Linked DNA regions of Zea mays: region 2 is linked to region 1. Evidence: chromatin contacts called from public Hi-C data. All regions are on one chromosome and are shown on one strand. Each heading gives the region's core, a stretch centred on a gene start, on an enhancer-like site or on the middle of the called end of the contact. The rest is flanking DNA. Distances are from core to core; before and after follow the strand shown. Region 1 has its middle 40 kb from the start of LOC103643045. Region 2 holds the start of LOC100278630 (Pollen Ole e 1 allergen and extensin family protein).

What was found. Hi-C and Micro-C count contacts between places; a contact is called where the count stands out from the background.
Region 2: a Hi-C map of leaf shows a contact between it and region 1, with 6 times the contacts expected there. The contact joins the promoter of LOC100278630 here to the enhancer-like site in region 1. A contact is called at or near these places in 4 of 25 Hi-C or Micro-C datasets (ear, leaf, root tip and 1 more).

The regions. Positions count from the first base shown.
Region 1 is chr4:193,529,028-193,535,484 of Zm-B73-REFERENCE-NAM-5.0, forward strand. No RefSeq gene overlaps it. Among protein-coding and RNA genes, the nearest start is that of LOC103643045, 40 kb to the right of the region's middle. Within about 2 kb of position 5,109, at least 18 of the 20 cell types and tissues checked have an H3K27ac peak or open chromatin away from gene starts, as enhancers often do. A contact at or near this core is called in ear, leaf, root tip and 1 more, where this site is marked.
Region 2 is chr4:193,874,290-193,880,938 of Zm-B73-REFERENCE-NAM-5.0, forward strand. LOC100278630 (Pollen Ole e 1 allergen and extensin family protein) reads right to left here and starts at 3,569. Exons shown (of 2, transcript NM_001151844.1): 1 at 3,218-3,569; 2 at 2,312-3,115. The coding sequence starts at 3,410. The coding sequence ends at 2,451. LOC103654342 (a long non-coding RNA gene) reads left to right here and starts at 5,323. Exons shown (of 2, transcript XR_566033.4): 1 at 5,323-5,662; 2 at 6,535-6,649.

The DNA.
Region 1 (6,457 bases), core at 3,859-6,358:
CTCGCGAGGGTGCAGATATACGCCAGGAACAAGACGGTGTTTGTACAGGATAATACCGCTAACAGATATATTCTAACAGATAGCAGATAGTTGTTACAGAAAATTATATATACCGCGCGCTTAAGGCTCAGACTATTTGGATTTATTTGATCATTGGGTTGCTTTGTCCAAAACCCATAGTCGGATACTCGGATGATTTAACAACCCATAGTGGCACTAGCTTGTTGCATAATAAATTGGGAGGCACCAGGCGTACAATCCCGTATCAACTTTCCGCGGTCCGATCACCAAGCCATGGACTCCCCGACCTTCTCCAGCGACAATGGCGACGCCTCCAGCGACGGCTCCAGCGACAACGAAGAACAAACAGAGTTTCCTGAGGGAGCGAGCAGCGACAGTGAAGAACTTGAGGGAGCGAGCAGCGACAGTGAAGAACAGGCAGCAGAGTTTTTTGAGGGAGCGAGCGACCAGATCTTAATGGACAGTGTCTTCGTGGGGGACGACGACTCCCAACTCGCGTTGCAGATTGTCCGGAACTTAATGGACGGTGTCGCTGGCCTGGAGAAGCGTGTCTTCGACTCCACTACGGAGGCAGGGCACGACGACGGCTGCAGATAGGGATGGATTTAGATCGAATACGCATGGACACGGATTCAAATGTCACTATTTATTATATTTTAATCCGAATACGGATACGAATACGAATACTGTCGGATACGAATACAAAACGGATAATTCGAATTCGGATTTACATTCGGATACTTACTTGATTTAGAACATAGCATTATAACAAGTATTAATTTGTTTTATCGATGGATTTATAGTTGATAAAAATCATATTACAATCAAATTATGAACAATAATACATATACATTATTTAGTTGAAACTTAGTTGAGTATCATATTTTTAAATAAATTATTTATACCTAGTATATTTATATTTTGGACTCTAAATATATTCTTTTTGTATATTAAGTATATTTGTATTTTGGACTCTAAAACTCCAATAATCTAATGTATTCAAATTAGACTTTTAATATTAATTAGAATTTATCGTTGTATATCACTAGTAATGTAAGATTAACACAGTCATTTGTTTATAATATAAATATTTTTAACATTTAAAATTTTAAATGGTGTACTTCAGTTTTTAGTATATTATTTAATGTTTAAAATCACTTGTAATTAGTAATAAAAGTAAGTTTAAATTGATTTTATTGAATACTTTTACCTTTCGGATACGAATAGTATCGGATATTTCATAGTTTTGTCGAATGTTGTCGAATACGAATCTTAAACCAGATAGAGAAAAAACGAATTCAGATATATCTATTTAACATCCATATTAAAATCGAATACAAATACGAATATTCATATTAGCACTTTATCCGAATACGAATACGGATAATTCGGATCTCTAGATATCTGAATCCATCCCTAGCTGCAGAGGCTGTGCGATCTGCCTCGAGGACTTCCAGGATGGCATGGAGGTCGTCGTCATGCCCTGCTCCTGCCAGCACGAGTTCCACCCCGGCTGCATCTTGAATTGGCTGCGGCGAAGCAACACGTGGCCTATATGCCGCCACGCTTTGTAGCAGCCTCGTACGTGAAAGGGGATGCATGAGAAAACTTGTTCTAGGTACTACGCAGACCGGTCTTGAGGTTTTATGGACATGAGGCGAAACAAAAAATTGGGGCCCTTTAAGAATTATATATATACACTTTCTTCTATGTACATAAGCAAATTTTGAATAATAAAAGTCTCTAATATATCAAAACAACTTTAAATCTTTGTACATATTACCTTAAAAATTTGGTCTAATATTCCTTGATGCGAAGTCATTGATAATAGTGTTGCTATCAACCTCGTCCAATATTTTTTTCTCAATACATAAAGTAGCCAATCCGTTGAGCCGATCTTGAAACATCGTTGACCTTAAATAGTTTTTCAACAATTTCAACTTTAAAAAGTTTCTCTCAACCGATGCCATAGTCACAGGCACAATAAATAATATCCGATAAGCGATTGAAATATTTGGATACGAATTCATTTGCCGAACATACTCAAAAATCTCCATAGAAGACATTGTTCTTTCATGCAAACTTAACTTCAAAACCTTCAACGTAGATAGTAGATCATTTACCTCAACGTCAAAACTGTCCTGCGGAGAGTATGTTTTTGCGAATTTGCTGCAACATGCTTCTAGTTCAGTATCATTTAACGACTTCAATATTGTCGAGCTCAATAAAAACCCAAATATACTCTTGAATGTCTGGAGTTCTTCAAATCTGTTTTTTAGTGAACTGTTTGTGAAAGGGAAATGGCTTAACCATTTTATATAATCGATTTTGGTGCTTGACAACCATCATAAATCTTTTGTACTAACTATTTTGTCTAGTTGATTATTTCTAGGTGCATAAGTCCATCTATATCAATTCTAAGTTGACTGTCCGGAATACCGTAGATTATTCCGGACAAGAGAAGCTTCTTGGAAAATTTACCTATGCACGGACCATTAGACCTATGTCGATCGTCGGCCAACAGACGGACGAAGTCACGGACGAAACCAAGGCGGCGGCAACATGACGATTAAAATTCCAGACGTAGTTTTGGTTAGTTAAACAATTGAAAAACATGACCATTGTAACTTTAGAAGGTCGAATCCAACACCTAAGACTATATATACATGTACAAGTAGCTTGGAGGCCCTTCCAAAATTGGGGGCTCGGTGCGGCCGCTCCACTTGCCCCCTCCAGTTTCGGCTGAGTCTACGTCATCACTCTAATGCAGGTTTAAGGGTTTCTTTTTGGCTAGCTTGTCCATGCAAAACCTGATCGAGGAGGCTGTCATCAAACATCACAGCCACAAGACGCCAATCTTGTCATGATGCATCAAGGAGAACCACACTAGTATATACATTGCAATACAATCTGAAATCTGGTGAAAAAACACGATTCAAATATGGTGGGAAATTTCAAAAGTTTAAAACTAATTCTTGTTCATCTTTAGTTGCAGTTCATTTTTTTGCACATGTAAATCTATACTATAAAAGATTGAGTTTTTTGTTCATTACAATTACAATTAAGTTTTCTTTTGTCGATTCACTACAATAGTTAAATTTAGTTTTTTATTAAAATAGTATGATCTACCTGGGGGCTTCGTCTCTTCCACCGACCACCGCATCCTGTGCGGTAGCGATGGTGCCACGGTGGCCTCCATTTGCGCTAGGAACAACACGGCGCTGGCGCGGGGCTCACGAGGGTGAACGAAGAGGGTGCAACAAACCAACGCCAATCTCGCAACGGCCATCCGGAAACATATGATGGAAATATTTTATTTTATCGTATATGGGCAGAGAAGATGGACCCCACACTTGACCCTTTTAAAATGATCAAAAATTTTATTAATAACTCGTTTCAGGCTTTTTAAATATTATAATCGTTTCTTAAAAATAAATATTTTGTTAATAACCTGTTTCAAGATTTTGTAAATATTATAAATCATTTTAAATTAATTTTTTTAAAATATTATATTCTTTTCTAAATTAAATATTTTAATGACTCATTTCAAGATTTTTTTATCTCTACCAATTTTTATCATTTCCATGGTCGTACGGTGTCAACACTTTTGTAAACCCTCCCTTATATTCCTCTGTAATCAACCTATGTCCAAGCCTCTCCATCCCAATAGCTCTGTTTCACCTCCCCCTCTGTCGCCTCACCTTCTTCCATCGGATCGCGCCACAAAAGCCACTGCCTCTCCTCTCTCCTCGCTCTCCACTAGAAACCCTATATCACTCCTTCAGATCCGACGAGACCATGCTAAAGAGGAAGCTGGATCGACCCTCGAGAAAGGTGAGTCAACCATTCTAGGTGCTCGGTGCCCTGTCCTACGAGAGTTCCGATTTCTCGATGTCACCTCCACGCGGGGCTAGTCTCGGGCAGATCTATGATTGATTGGTGGGTGCCCCTAATTTGACGTATGGTTATTGCGTCACGCAGGTGGGCTATCGCCTGGGATTGAGAAGGACAAGGCCATCGCCACCATAGGGTTCGTTGACCAATCCGAAGGTGTAGATTTCTTCATTTGAACTCACTTGCCTGCTATTCCTCTCTAAATCATCTAGGACTGCCCACTTAACTTAGCAGCTTGAGGAGTTTCTGTAGCGGGCACCAAGCATAAGTGTCAAGGGTTCGGTTGGGGATTGACAGATCATGTTGCGTAATAATTTGTATGATATTGAGGTCAATGATAATATTTGTATTATTCATTTTCATGTAATCTTGTGCACTAACATTTTATCGAATAATTTGTGTGTTGTCACGCGTGTATCCACGCGACAGTATCTTCGCTTATATGCAACAAGGTTGACACAATGTGCCAAGTGGAGCTAGTAGTATAGCCCATTTGGAAACATAGAATAATTTAGAGCATATAGTATATAAAGTTATTTAGGGATTAGCTACATAGAGAAAACACTATGAAAAATATGACTTATAGTTGTTGCTAGTCGCAAATGTTTACTGAAGTTTGTGATTAGTTTCTTAATCATAGTTGTAACACCCTAAAATCGTGTCTCGATTAGCAGAAAAGTGCTTCAAAGAATTTGGATTTTAAAATGTCTTTTAAATAAGGAATTTATTAGCTTTTGAACCATTTTCTTAAAATTAAATAAATAATGATGTCATATTCAAAGTTAGATTATATCTTGAAACTAGAATTCTAATTTGAAATTCATAAAGTAAATAAACATTTAAGATTGGCAATTGTTTGTATGAGTAAATTGCTTTGCTCATGGATTATGTATTAGTATTTATTCAAAGGAATTAGATTGTTAATAAGTGAATATAACTTGCATATCATGATTGAGTTTTTGCTTGTGCATCTAAATTAAAAGTTTGCAATTCAAATTGGGTTGGAGTTTGAAGACTTGAAATCGAACTTGAAATCTGAAAATAGCAAATAAAACAGAAAATGCAAGAAAACAAAAGAAAAAGGCTCCCTGCGTGTTGGGGCCAATTCACTTGCCCCGTGGCCCACTCGCTAGTTCAGCCCAGTATCCCGCGCGGCTCAGTACTGCCCTCCCACACACACGCCTAGGCTAGACCTCCCAACCGTCACGGTCTCTGGCGTGTGGGTCCGCTGCGTCAGCGACTTTCTTACGCGCGCGGACTCTAGTTGTTTCCCTGCCACGTGAGCCCGAGTCGTCAGCGCGTCTTCTCCGTTGTGGCGAACGCGAACTTCTAATAGAAATATAGAATCACATTAGATACGAGCGGGATGGTAGGGATTTGCATCGCGCTCTCGTCCGGGCTATACAAATTCGTTCGTCGCTGCCCCCCGGTCATCCGAAACCATCGCGAGGAGCCAACTAGCGTCGTCGTCGTGAAGTTCGAGCGAGGGAGAGAATTCGGCCACAACCAGTCCCTGCATACACCGCCTCTCAACCTTCAGAGGATGGCCATGGGAGATCGCTGGACATGTAGCTCATGCAAGAGCCATAACGAGCGAGATTGGGGATCATGGTGAAAGGATATTTTTCACTAGACTGAAGGTGATGCCACGAAGCCATGGAAGTCATGGTCCCGCACCTCCATCATCGCCTATGTACACGGTGTGGTCGAGGATGATAGCCTGTGCGTGTGAAAGCTTGATGCAGCTTCATTTGGAGGTGATAGCCTTAGGTGCCTCCATGATTTCTCGTCGGATCGGAGCGTGTTCACCGCCGAACAACGACCATGTGTCATTACCAGGGCTCTGCACAGCATGATACTAAGTAAGGATGCTCTCCTTGTGTTTCTCCTTGTCTCCGCGTCCTCTTGCGCTTGCTGGGTGGTCGGAAGGGAGCCGGAAGGGCCATGCGGGCAGCTCAGGCGGGGATCGTTGCCACAGTGTGCACTGCGTCATCGTGGTTGGGGATCGGGGGGAGGAAGCAGGCCCCTGTATCGTTCATTCGGTGATGGACGGTCCCGATTAGAAGCTCATACCTCTTCGGCCTGATTAAATCAGAGTCGTCGAGATCAGATCCGAGGGCTCAGAGTTTGTCATGGTGTGGCGCGTTCTTGGTCGTAGATTACGGATCCTGTGGTAGTGGATGCGTGCAGGTTCGGTCATTATATAAGGACCCTCAAATTAGGATCCAACGGCTCTGAATATTCGGTAACCTTTTGTTGTAGCAATTTTGTTTATGGGCCCGTATAATTTTTATAAATAACCCACAGTCCAAAGCATAATGGGAAGAAAATTAAATTAGGTCCAGAATTTTACAAAGCCGACCGTGGATTTTTCATAAATAGTAGCCACAGTCCAAATAAAATAAATAGTAGGCACAATCCAAATAAATAGTAGCCACATTCCATACCGCTGACCCTTAACTTGCATATCACAAACACAATAGATAGTTACAAAATCGCTTGGGGTCTCTCGGCTTAACTGGTATCTACCTTGTTGTGGTGG
Region 2 (6,649 bases), core at 2,319-4,818, 340 kb after region 1:
TCGGACTCGGGCTCAGCCCCGGAAAACGACGAACTCCGCTTCGCCCGACCCTAGGGCTCGGACTCAGCCCTGGCTTCAGCCGATGGTCTCCGCCTCGCCCGACGACCCAGGGGCTCGGACTCGACCTCGGCCACGGAAGACAGACTCGATCTCGACCTCGGAGGAGCCTCCACATCGCCCAACCTAGGGCGCGGACCGACCACGTCAACAGGAGGCGCCATCATTACCCTGCCCCAAGCTAACTCAGGCTACGGGGAACAAGACCGGTGTCCCATCTGGCTCGCTCCGCCAGACAAGTAATGATGGCACCCCGCACGCTCTATGACGACGGCGGCTCTCTGCCCCCTTACGGAAGCAAGAGGACGTCAGCAAGGACTCGACAGCCCCGACAGCTGTCCTTCCACCAGGCTCCAACGCTCCTCCGACGGCCACGACACCACACGAACCGGGTGCCAAAACCTCTCCGGCTGCCACGATGGCATGTACTTAGGGCGCTAGCTCTCCTCCGCTAGACACGTTAGCACTCTGCTACCCCCCATTGTACACCTGGATCCTCTCCTTGCGCCTATAAAAGGAAGGACCAGGGCCCTCTTACAGAAGGTTGGCCGCGCGGGGAAGAGGACGGGACAGGCGCTCGCGTGAGGCCGCTCGCTCCCCCTCTCACGTGGACGCTTGTAACCCCCTACTGCAAGCGCACCCGACCTGGGCGCGGGACAAACACGAAGGCCGCGGGATTTTCACCTCTCTCTCTCGCTCCGGCTGCCTTTTTCCCCCCTTCGCGCTCCATCTCGCTCCGACCCATCTGGGCTGGGGCACGCGGCGACATTTCACTCGTCGGCCCAGGGACCCCTCGGTCTCGAAACGCCGACAAATGCTAACTTTTTTTTGGTTCAGAGGACGCCATTGTCAGCTGTAAATATTGGTGGCATATTAGGAAACAAATTATCCCTATTTTGAGTTGCACACACATTTCATGTTATTAGTGTGAATTAGTGAGATATTGAGGTTGATGATATATATGTTGTTCGTTTTCATGTGATCGTTATGCACTAACAGTTATCGAATAATTTATACGCCGTCGCAACGCACGGGCACATACCTAGTGTGTATATATATATATATATATATATATATATATATATATATATATATGTGTGTGTGTTCAACATCATGTATTTAAATATGGACATAAAAATCAAGTGCTAAAAGAAACACTATTTTGAAACGAAGGGAGTATCATTTTGCTGCACACGTGTCACACATGTCTTCTACGAAGTCATCTTCGACAACGCCGAAGCTTTGGTTTCCGTACCTTTGGCTTTGCTCACCTTCAGTGTTTTCATATGTTTCGATGTTTTTCGAAGAGCATCTTTCTTAGGCCCCTTGATTGACATCCTTGATCTGAAAAAAAAAACCATCTACACGTTGATTTCATCAATTTGGACAGTCAACGTAGACCAAGATCAGGATCCACATGCAGCAGCTTGTTAGTTGTTTGAGAGATCGAGCTATTTTTGAACATGGATATCTTGCTTTTGTTATATCAAGAATCTATACTCAACAATACGGGGTAACCCATCCAACGAGTCTTGGAGTTGATATTGCACTACTACTAGCTTTTGTTGCAGGTGTTTGGATGTTAGGAGAGTCAGTATGGCACATTTGTGTTAATTGTGGCTCAATCTTTGCACCGAAATTTCCATTCTGGTTATTCCAGCCATTAGAATTGGCTTCTGTCAGACGCTTCTTAGTAGCCTGCTCCAGAAAAACTGTTGCAAACGGACCTAAAGAAAAATTGTTCCAAACGGACCTAACGAAGATTCACTCTACCAGTGGTAATCCCATCATTAGCGGGAGGCTAAATCATCCCTTGCCAATTTATTATCCATAGAGGGAGCTTAATTAATTATCCATTGCGTTCTCGCTTTAATATTACTAGCAAAGTGTTTGTATATGTATTTTGTTGACTAAATAAGTGAGAATGTGAGTTTAAAGTCAACAACCATGATTCAAATCTTTATTTATATATAATTTTAGTTTTTTACCATTTAAATATGGGAGGGTGTTTTAAGTGGGTGCCCTCAGTTTTGGTGGTGTGCTCACTTATACCCTTAGTCGTGTTTTTTGCTCAGCTGTGTCCTTCCAGTGTTATAGAACAGAAGAGCACAGCTGAGCAAAAAAACACGACTAAGGGTATAAGTGAACACACCACCAAAACTGAGGGCACCAACTTAAAAAACCCGAGGGCGATGAGAGGTGAACGACAGGAGATAAAGGACGATGTAGAGCGACGATGGAAATTAGTGCTTTATATAGTGAATAGTTTCATTTTTGGTAGAGTAGAAAATTACAGCTCAGATTGACGAACAAGAAAATTACAGCTGACGGCAGTTCGTACGTACGTGCGTGTAAATGTAAAAGACAACACAGTACAGCTCCAAGTTTTTTTCTCAGGGATGATTCACGTTCACGGGGCGGCGATTCGTTGAAGCGGAGGCCGGCGGTACGCCAGGCACCCCCGGAGGAAGAACCGGCACCAGGGGTGGAAGAAGCTGGGGCGGCGGTGGCGGCGGCGGCGGCTTAACCAACGGCAACAACGGCGGTATTACCGACGACGGCGGTGGCTGTGGGACAAGCGGTGGCAGGACGGACGGCGGAGACGGGGTAGGCAGGAGCGGCGGCACGAGGGACGGCGGGGCTGGCGTGACCGGGTTGGGCGGGATGGGCACGCCGCCGACGTTGGGTGGCTCCGGCACGAGCGGGACCGGCGGGAAGAACAGGCCCTTGTTGCTGCAGAGCTCCGGGCGGACGGAGAAGGCGCCGGCGGAGAAGACGCGAGTGCCGCCGCCGTGGTCGTGCTTGTTGTGGTGGGCGACGAGGTGGAGCCCGCGAGCGGAGCTGGCGGTGGCGACGCACGGCGGCGACGCCTGCGGGAGGTGCACCGCCACCGAGCAGGACGTGACGGACCGGAGCTGGTGGCTGCTGCTGCTGCTTGAGCTGCTTGGCCCGTGCGCGAGGTGCACGCGGAACCTGCCGCTGCGGTCCGTCACGACGCCGTCCTTCCGGAACACCGTCCGGCCGTTCCCGTCGTGGCACCGGACCCCGACCAGGGTGCCTGAGACTGTGTTAGCTAGGTACACGGTCGAAGCAGGCAGGCACACAATCGAGGCCCAAAATAAACACCACGGTGGAAGCAGCACAATAGTTGCATGCGCACCTGAAGAAACGGCGGTGGTGGTAGCCTCGGAGCTGCCGGAGTGGACGACGACAACGGAGCCGACGACGACGTTGGCGGGCGCGGGTAGTAGTGGGCGTCCGTGCTTCCGGCCGCCGCCATGGTGGGTGGCTGAGTAGCAGTGCAAGCAAGAGAGCTGCACCAGAACAAGGAGCAACCAAGAAGCGCGGTTCATTGCAGCGGGCGCTATCTTCTCATGCGGCAGTGCTATAGCCTATAGGAGGCGCGCCGTTAGATTTATGCATGCATGGGGGCTTTTTTTTAAGCACGAGCATGGACTAAAAACAGGAGGCTATAACATAGTCCGGAACGAAATAATATGAGTTAGACTGGTATAGTCTAAAGGCAGGCCTAGGTCGGGTTTTCTAGCGCCCCTAGCATGACCCGCACGCAGTGGCGGACCTAGAATTTGACCATAGAGTATGCGATGCAAAAAATTATATATAATTCGGTAAAACAATATATAGTATGACGATAGATCCAGACGACGAACCTTCGAGAGACCGTGATTATATCTGACAATCTAATATATATACCATAGATGAGACATGAGAAGCGAACCTTCGATTTAGAGCAGGGTGGCGGCAGACTGCGACCCAACACTATGGCCAGGGCTCCGTTCTCTCCGATCAAGATTAGATTAGAAAAATGAAACGTCCATGCCACTAGGAAACTGAAACGGCGGTGGACTGCAGTCTACCGGGCACTACGAGTCAGAAAAATGAAACATCCAATGCACTATATTGCCGCTCGTGCCGCATCTTAATCGCCTAATGGGCCTCCTATCATGACGCCATACTGTCTAATGCACTATTTTTTTTTCCTTTTAGTTTTTACATATACAGTATATATATACTCGCTGGTTTTACAGGGTATGCCGGTGCATACCCGGCATACCCTGTAGGTCTGCCACTGCCCGCACGCGTGGGGCGGGTTTAGGCCAACACGGTCCAATTAAACCAATATTATTTATTTTTTTTAATTTTTAAGTTATAGACTTTATATGATTGTAATATTTGAATTTTATTTTGTCAAATGATACTCACATTATTTAATATATTTAGTTTAGTACGATATGTACTTTATATGGTTAATATTTGAATTTTGTATGGTTCAAACATATGGGTCGGATTTGGGTCGACATGGTCCAATAAAGACACGGCGTGTTTTAGAAACGAATAGACCGTTGTTTCTACTCTTTGAGCTAGCACGATATGACCTAAAATTTTTTTTTGAACCTTTTAGATCTAAACCCGTTTAATCCCAAATACAATGAGCTTGCGACGGACCGGCCCGATCCTACCCAATTCTCAGCACTAGTGCTGGTTAGGACTTGAAGAGAAGCAGAGGAGATGTCGGTTTCTCGTGTGAATGGACGTAGGCGAAGAAGACATCGTCGGATTTGCGGCGAATGGTCCAGGAATGAATGAACTTGTTCGGATTTGCCGTCTCTATCAGTGCATGTGCATATTCTGCGTACTACGTTCGTTGTCTTCAACATAGTGAATTTCAATTTACTGTACTTCTCCGTTCCTTTTTATTTGTCACCGTTTTAGTTGAAAAATAAACTAACGAATCTTTTTTATTTATCATGTTTTATTAGTTGAAAAATAAACTGAGAACGAAGGTATTACATGTCAAAGTAGATAGAGATCGGTAATGTTGTAGCCTCTAGGGCCTTGCATGATAGTGCCAAAGACACGCGTAGACGAATGTGAATATGGGATGGGATGTTTTTGGGAGGTTCTGGTCCTCTTTATCTGTGCCTGTGCATTCTGCGGCCTCTATTCTATGGCCTGGCTTCTGGCGCTTTCTGCCCTCACGTTTCACGGGCTCTTGTCTTAACGTGCTCCTAGCTAGAAAGAAGTCGGCAGGGAATTAGTTTCTTTTTTTTTAAACAACAAAGAGTCGGCAGGGAAATGGTCATATCTTGTTGAGAGAGAGAGAGATTTTTTGGATCGAGTTGCAGGATCGACGCCGTGATACAATCATGTGTATAATAATAAGTTAACAACGGAGTTCATATCAATGTTGTCAAAGAAAAAACAACAGAGTTCATATCACATCCCAACCCAACGAGAGGTAGTATTGAAACATGTCCCTGGTTCTTCCTCGCCCGTCCAACCTCCCCATTGCTGCCCCACCACCTCGTCATCCCCATGGTGTCTGCTCTCGTCTTCCTCGGAGAAGGCAAAATTCAGCCCATGCTCGAGTGGTTGGCCCTCCCTAGGGCACGGCGCGGCACGGTTGGCCAGGGCGGTTCTCAGCCCGGTTCACCTTTTTCTCTACAGGAATGGGCCCAAGATCCGAGTCCTCGTAGATGGAGAGGGTGGACATCTGGCATCGATATAAGGCCGGCTAGACGAGGAAGCCAGACAACCCATACTAACCCTCGTCTAGAAGATTCCGGCGCACCGCGCGAGTCGGGTAAGTCCTCTCCCGTTTCCATGTGACTTGGTTGGCTCCCGTTTCCCTCTCCATTTCGCATTGTCTTCTGTCACATCCGGATTTAAAGAAATAAAGTCAGGTGCATTTCATATATGCGCCAAGAAAGAACATCATATATAATGACAAAGTGTATAGAGATAAATGTCACATATAACATAAATGTCATTATTACATATATAGCGTAAGTCTTACAAAAATAAATTATAAAAATAAAGCGAACTAAATATTATTTCCTGGCGCCACAAAGCTGACTGAGAGACGTCACCTAGATCAACTCGTATGCTTCATTGTAGGGCGGCTCATCTTTGACCACCTACTCTTCACCTGTGGGGGGTTTACATATCGCAAGTGTGAGCTCACAAAAGATCATAGCTCAACAAGTTGTGGGAAATAATATGCATAAACTCACCAAATGTAGGAGCTCATGTGAAGTGTAAGACTGATTAATAAATAAGAGTTAAAGCTGAGCATTGCTTTTATAAGTTGGTCAAATTTTATTAGCAGTTATTAAATGTAAGTAAATACCAAACCAAAGTAATAGTAGATCAAAATAATAATAAATCCCAATGCGATGCAAATGACAAATTGAATTTAATTCTATAAATTAATCATGCGAGCGTCCGAGCCACTCATGACCGTGAGCACGGTTAATATAGCAGTTTTACACTCTGCGGAGGTTGTACATCTTTACCGACAAGTCATATTACCCATCTGTCAATGGATCATGACTTCTCATACACCTCCATCAAGGAAGCGAGACAATTTATAAAAAATCAGAAGAATTGTATGTGTTACTTACTCACATCTTCATTCTCTGCTGTTTTTGGTTGGACTCGTGGGCTTTGAATCAGAAAGAGACATCAAGAAAGACGCTGGAGTAAGGAAGGAAGCTAATCAGAAGAATTGATGAAGATGTTTTCAACCGCTCTTTTGGCTGGTCTCTTGTCGATCGTCGCATTATGAAAA